Linked DNA regions of Mus musculus: region 1 is linked to region 2. A link is a contact called in public HiChIP or PLAC-seq data. All regions are on one chromosome and are shown on one strand. The core of a region is the stretch at or near the end of the contact, and the rest is flanking DNA. Distances in the headings are between cores, read along the strand shown. Region 1 holds the start of Dimt1 (DIM1 dimethyladenosine transferase 1-like (S. cerevisiae)). Region 2 overlaps Ipo11 (importin 11).

What was found. HiChIP or PLAC-seq counts read pairs in DNA pulled down with a chosen protein or histone mark.
Region 1: a contact with region 2 is called in an H3K27ac HiChIP or PLAC-seq map of embryonic stem cells, with 7 read pairs. The contact joins the promoter of Dimt1 here to the enhancer-like site in region 2. A contact is called at or near these places in 1 of 484 Hi-C or Micro-C datasets (the N1E-115 cell line), 4 of 115 datasets of contacts at active chromatin or transcription factors (the SCID.adh cell line and embryonic stem cells) and 3 of 9 other capture datasets (adipose tissue, liver and pancreatic islet).

Annotation. Positions count from the first base shown.
Region 1 is chr13:106,945,340-106,948,691 of GRCm38.p6, reverse strand. Dimt1 (DIM1 dimethyladenosine transferase 1-like (S. cerevisiae)) reads right to left here and starts at 1,563. Exons shown (of 12, transcript NM_025447.4): 1 at 1,409-1,563; 2 at 1,033-1,106. The coding sequence starts at 1,487.
Region 2 is chr13:106,883,238-106,886,838 of GRCm38.p6, reverse strand. Ipo11 (importin 11) reads left to right here. Exons shown (of 30, transcript NM_029665.4): 13 at 82-172; 14 at 3,266-3,313. Among named protein-coding and RNA genes, the nearest start is that of Lrrc70, 49 kb to the right of the region's middle. Within about 2 kb of position 1,373, at least 14 of the 459 cell types and tissues checked have an H3K27ac peak or open chromatin away from gene starts, as enhancers often do. A contact at or near this core is called in embryonic stem cells, where this site is marked.

The DNA.
Region 1 (3,352 bases), core at 314-2,813, 62 kb before region 2:
AACACAACTCCTTTATGCTCTGGCCCACTTGAACACAAAGTCTGTAAGTGACTGTTTCTGTTTATCAATGTACAGTTAAAGACATTTTACTCTGGCTTCATTTTTTTCAGGGTTTATGTGGTTAACAGCAGTAGTACCTCAAAGGCATTAGGTATAAGTGAAAACCTGTATTTCCTAACTTAGGGGATATACTCAGCTTCTGGAGCCAGAACAAAAGCAAGAGCAATCGGTTCTACTGGTGGGTTCCTGCTTTCTACATTGGCAATAATTCCAGCAAACTGTAACTAATTGTAACTTCCAAAGAGTTCAAATGGGAAAGAGTGCATTCAAATGGAAAAGATTTCTCAATTCTTAACCACTGTACAGTTTTAAGAATATAGTAACCATACAAAACGTTACCAGTGTGCATATGCTTATGAGTAGAATATTCGGTGAGACTGGAGAACTATACTCTATGGCTCCAGGATGCTCCCTGTACCGTCTGTATTTTACCTCCAGGCCCTCAATCCTCCATAAGCACAGCACAGTAACCCATACAGAAGGAATCCTCCAAACAGTTCATATGCAGTACCATATCTTTTCCTGAGGAACAAACTCAGTGTGATTTGGACGTAAATTTACGGTCTGGAATAAAAAGAGTAACGATGATGTACTTAGAAAGTGATCAAAATGATACACGCTTGCAAAGTGGAGTTCAAGGCTGGCTTTGACACACACCATGTTTGAGGCCACCCTGAATTACATGAGACCCAGTTCCAAAAACAAGATGGAGCCTCCAAAAAGTGGAAATAATCTGGAAATCACTGGGCAATTCTCAACCCATCCAACATATACATACAGAGCAACTATTCTGTCAGGCACCCTATCTTGGTTTATATTTTCTTAGTATGTAGGCTGCGGTCGAGCATATCACCCTGCCTCAGCTTCCCCAAATGCTGGGATAATTATGGGCATGCAACTTAGGCATACAGGCATTAAGTAGTCAGAAAAATACAATCCACAAACGCTCTGCCTTTCATCGTTAACACCCACCTTATCGATGATGCTGTTAACAATTAGAGGATTTTTCAAAATGTGTTGTCCGATCCCTGTGTTGAACATGAGTCCTGAAATAAAACACGAAGCAGCCTTAATTTCCCAACTTTTCAAGAACCGATCTCAGGCCGTCCCAGAGAAGCAGGATGGACCCGGGACGGTTTCTGCTCCAATGCATCCACAAGCGCCGCGCTCCCGGCCGGGGTTGGGATGTATCTTTGAGTCCATCCATCCCTCCTGCTGGCAAGGAAGACCAGGCGCGCGCGGGGAAGGGTCAGCGCTGAGCGCCCACCCTCCTCGGGGCGGCTAGAGGCGCAGGCCACCGTAGGGCTCCCCCGCCGCGGGTCAGTCCCAAGCATCCTCCACACCGCACCTCCAGCTCGCTTCAGCTCCCGGCGCTGCTCCTGACGATCCCGCCGGCGGCTACTCGCTGCGGACTTGGCCTTCGGCATCTTCTCGGAGGAGTCCCTGTGCCAAGCGAAAGCAGCCGGGAACCGCGTGGAAGTCGCCCTCAGTCGCCGTCACGACTAGGCGCCCGAGAGGCCCACTTCCCCGCCCACTGCGATCACCGACCCACCCAGTCAGCGGCAGGCCGGAGCCCAGTGGCTGCTGGGAATTGTAGTCTCTTATGGGCTCCTCCCGCGGCAAGGCGGACTCGAGCCCAGTGGCTGCTGAGATTGTAGTTTCTGTCTGGTGAGCTCCTCCGGAGGCAAGGCTGGCTCCAGCGGGTTAGCCACCGGATTTTAGAGTTTTAGCTGGAGCAACAACTTCCCCAAGAGCCCGATTTCCCAGAGGAAACCGCGCCGCTCAGGCAGGCAGTTAGGATTGGTTGGGTCTCGGCAAATTGGGTGCTTCATTTGGCACTGCCCTGGGACATTCTGATATCTGCGGAAAGATCTCTCGTGTCTCTCCTGTTTCCCTGCAGGTTGTGGGCTGAGAAGCCTAGGCTCGATGGACACGGAGCTTGGTGGTTTAGGGTAACATGTCTCTCCGTTGTGGAAAGCAGTTAGATTAGAATTAGCTCTCGTTCCAACACGGCACTTACTGGTTACTTCTCTATGCTTTTTGTTCATTTTCTCGTCGTTTTGCTGAGTTCCAGCACTGGAATGTCATAGTTAAAATATGCTGCTCTCAATGTTTATTTATTGAAAGATAAAGGCTATAACAATTTCAAAACCCTGTAAATGGGATTGATTACAGGTATGTGTTGGATATTGTAATGGGATTATACGCCGGGCTGTAACATACAGAATAAAAGATTCATGGCTGTTTTTCTTGCCAGTGTAATGTTTCGGTTTTAATTTTTCTGTTTGTGCGCTGAAGAAAGTCTTTGCAATCAACCACCAAAGGCTACTGCTAAGAACCTGTTCCGTAGCCTAGGTTTTTGTTTGTTTGTTTTGGTTTTTGGTTTGTTTTGTTTTTCAAGACCGGGTTTCTCTGTATAGCCCTGGCTGTCCTTGGAACTCACTTTGTAGACCAGGCTGGCCTCGAACTCAGAAATCTGCCTGCCTCTGCCTCCCAAGTGCTGGGATTAAAGGCGTGCGCCACCACCGCCCGGCTTTTTTTTTTTTTTTTTTTTTTCTCGTAGCCTAGGTTTTAGTCCTTCCTTTCTTTGCTGTAATTCGAGCACAGGGAAAGTTCTAAAATATCCTAATATAATCTTTTATTTATAGTCGACTATTATGGGGTTCCCACCAAGGAGCACTTGAACACTGCCTATGAGCCAATGGAAAGCCTTTCTTCCAGCCGCAGGTGACTACAGCTGGGTATTCCGGACCCAAGTTCATTCATCTCTGAGCCTGGAAAGCCCTCAAGGTTCCCATCCCGCAGTTGCAAGCTAACTACAGTTACAAAAGCCAAAATACGCGATTAGCAAAAAAAAAAAAAAAAAAAAAAAAAAAAAAAAAAATTATGGCGTTGTTTTTCTTTCTGGAACTTAAGCTTCCCCTCGCAGTTACTGGCACTCAGCAATTCAAAGTTCCTTCGTGGAATCTGAACATGACATCACCACTGCTTTTACAAATAGCTTATTTTTAAAAGGGGGAGGTGTGCAGTCTCACACACCTAGCAATACCCCAGACTCCTGGTCTACCTCCCAGGGACATGGCGCCAGCCTTCTCTTCCCTATGGCAGCAGCACTGCGCATGCTAGACTTCACACTCGGCCCCAAAGCTGATGTTGAGACCATGCTGAAAGGCCTTCAGTTCATTTTTCAGATGCAAGGTCACTGCACACCTATCAGGACCACAACAATTACAACCTAGGCTAGGTACACGAAAATGGCAGCTTTGGTAATTTGAGAATTTTTCTGCATGGA
Region 2 (3,601 bases), core at 124-2,623:
TTTCTTTGCTTCATTGTAATAGCCAATGTAATGTGACATTCTTCTTTTTACTAGGAGTTTGTTCTTTTTCTCCCCTTCTAGCCTTGCACTGAAGTATTATTTATAGATATATTCCACGAATATAATCAAACTCTTACTCCTGTACTTCTAGAAATGATGCAAACTCTTGAAGGTAAGTTGTAGTTTGTGATAGTTTTGTCATTTACTATTCAGTTAAAATAGCCTAAGTGCCCTAATCCTGGTCATACACTGAATGTGAATCTGAGAAAGATGGACTGTGTTCTTTCCTGCAAGGATGGCATTGGAAGTCAGCTTTGAATATGATACTTCTTTTGTTGTAAACATAATAGCTCCAGAGCCACGTGACAGGTGCAGTAGCACTTGGGGGGATTTCTCTAGAGAGTGCTTGCTGTACGAAGTGGTTAGAGAAGCTCAGATGATTTGTTAGCCGTATAGAGCAGTAAGATAGAAAGGACAGAGATGGAAAAGAACATGACAAAGCAAATTTAGATATTTGATCATTGTACTTTATACACAATAGTCGTTTGCTAAATAACTTCGATTCGAAGGTCAGTTTCAGGATGCATTGGACAGACTGACTTAATTCATTCTTCACCCTAGTGCCTGGTGTGCTTCATTATTGTTTGTTGATTGCCTTGAGCAACTAATTGAACTGGGAACAGAGAACTAATCAAGAGTATCCTTAAACTTTACGTCTTAATGACAGGAAAATCATTGCTTCATATATAGTGGTTGTGGAGTACTTTTAAATTAAAAAAAAAAAAAAAGGCTTCAGAGAGAAACGAGCTTCAAGGACAGGAGGAGGGGAGAGGTCCCTCAGACAAGCCAGCTGCGACTACTCCCTGGCATGGAGGAGTATGGGAGTACGTCCTGGAGAAGAACCTAGTCATAGAAGCAGCTGAAATGCTTAGAAGGCAGAGGGCAGTACAGAGACTAGATTACCCACCAGTTGGGTCAAGACTTGGGTAGGTGGAGCTGTAAGGAAAACTGAACCTCAGCGTCTCTTGGGGACTGTTATCCTTTCTTGTTCTCTCTGCCAAGGGGAACAATAAGCTGTCCATTTAGTGTGGTATCTTTAAAGGTCTGTCCGGCTTCAGGTCTGCCTCGCTGCTGGGGTGCCTGAAGCACTAAGAGGAGGCAAAACAGTTCACAATAGAGGTCCCAGTTCATGATTCCCTGGTGAAAAACAGAGGAGTCTGAGCTGTGGTTCCAGGCCTCCTGTGTCCCCAGATTCTGCTGGGGACCGCAGGGAGGTGGGAACAGTCTGAGGATCCGCACTTCTCCTCAGGGTGTCTTTGTGCCAGGCAGGAAAGGGATGGCTAAGCCTGGGACAGGTGGAATGCAGTTTGGTTCTGAGTGAAAATGCCTTCTCTAGGAGATGTGGGTGCAGCTCTTCCCAAGGAAGGCCTTCCTCCCCTGTGATCCTTGATGAAGGAGACACTTCCTGCTTGTCCAAGCTGCTTTATTTGATGTCGGGTGTGAATGCATACACCTTACTTGGGGTGACCTAGAGATTAAATCCCTTTTTTCAGAAAGGACTGCCCAGGAAGGGAGGTTCACTGACTAAACACTCAGGGCCTGTCTGCATTCCTCAGTAGCGTGGAGAACTCCAGGTTTTTGTGCTACTGTGACCGATCGTCACTGTCGTGGTTATGTGTTCCAGATCAGGGAGTTGGGAAAGGATCTGGCCCCACACACGCCTGGCCTTCTCAGTCCTGAGACTCCCCAGGTTTTGGGCCTGTTCAACCTGCCAGTTCTGTCTGGTGGCACCACCCCTTGCGTCTCAAGGTTATTTGAGCTTTGTTTGTTTTCAGGAGATTTACTCACAGTAGACAGTTAGGTTTCTTTCTGGCAGTTACAGATTGCTAAACTACATAATGCTTATACTACTTAGGTTTTGTTTTTTTTTTTTTTTTTTGTTTTTTTTAAAGATTTATTTATTTATTATATGTAAGTACACTGTAGCTGTCTTCAGACACTCCAGAAGAGGACGCCAGATCTTGTTAGGGATGGTTGTGAGCCACCATGTGGTTGCTGGGAATTGAACTCAGGACCTTCAGAAGAACAGTCGGGTGCTCTTATCTGTTGAGCCATCTCACCAGCCCCTTAGGTTTTGTTTTTGTACAATTCTCACTCTAGTCTCGGCTTAACTTTTTAACTCCTATAGAAACAAGACAAGGTGTGTTGGTTGGTTTTATGTCTACTTGACACAGCTAGAGTGATTTAGAAAGAGGGAACCTCAACTGGGAGAATATGCCCAGCGGACTGACCTGTGGGCAAGCCTGTGGTAAATTTTCTGGATTGTTGATTGCTGTGGGTGGGCCCAGCTCCCTGAGCACCGCCACACTTGTGCTTGTGGTGAGTAAGCAGACTGAGTGGGCAGCACTCCTCCGTGCTCCTGTCCAGCAGGCTCCTGCTTTCATTTCCCATACTGACTTCCTTTCGGTCATGGTGTGTTAGTATAGCAATAGAAGCCCCTACTAAGACAACAGGCTATTTAGGTTCCATTCCCATTGATTGCCAGCTGCTGTTAAGTTTTCAGTGACTTCCTAGTTGAGTTTGCTTTCTGGTTCTGGATCAGTTTGCTTCTTTGAGATTGGATCTGGCTTATTCGTACATTAAGCTTAGCAGTTCCTATTTATGAGGGACAGAGACTTTGAGGAAAGCAGTAAGCTTTTCTCTTTGGGAGATACATAGGTAAATTGTCTTGTCCAACTGTAGGGCCCTCTTTACTTTGAGATAGCTCATAAACCATTAAGCATTTGAGGTGCTGGGTATATTAACTAGCTTGATTTACTTACTCTACATTGCTTGAATGTATAATCTCTTTTTATAACTCATAAACTTATATAAATTATACATTTAAAATACAGGGTAACAATACTGTTTTTAAAAGTTGTTTTTCCCCAAAAGACAAGCACTACATGATCTTATTTATATGAAATAAGAAAAGGTTAATTTCAGAAGTTGAGAGGAGAGTGGTAGCTTCAGAGGCTGTGTGCAAGGGGGGGGCAGAATGTGGTAAGTGGGGAAGTTCTTGTGTGCCACTGTACAATAAGGTAACTATTGAACAATAGCATTTATATTTCAGAAACTTAGGGTTTGAATGTTATGTTTAACTTGCTTCAAATATTACACAGAATATGAATGTACCAAGCTTACATGTTCATGTATAAGTTTTACCAGTTAAAATTAACTTCGTTTTCTTTCTTTCTTTCTTTCTTTTTCTTCCTTTCTATTCTAGGTCCAACCAATGTAGAAGATATGAATGCACTGTTAATCAAAGATGCTGGTATGTTGGACTTCAGTGATTTAGAAATGTGTATTTACCCAATAGATAGAGGGTCTGTTTTGTGCTGTGAGAATTGGGATGTAAAGGTAGCTAAGATTAAGAATTGTCAGTTAAAGGAGGTCAACCATGCACGCAGCTAATTCATGCTAAAGCAGGGGCGACAAAGAAGGGAGTTATGGATAGGGCAAGTTTCCTTCTTAAACACTGTGACATCAGAATGCAAGGATGAGCAGGTGCAGGCACAGCTCCGAGCAGCTAAAGGATTGCTGTGCAAGATGAACTAGAGAA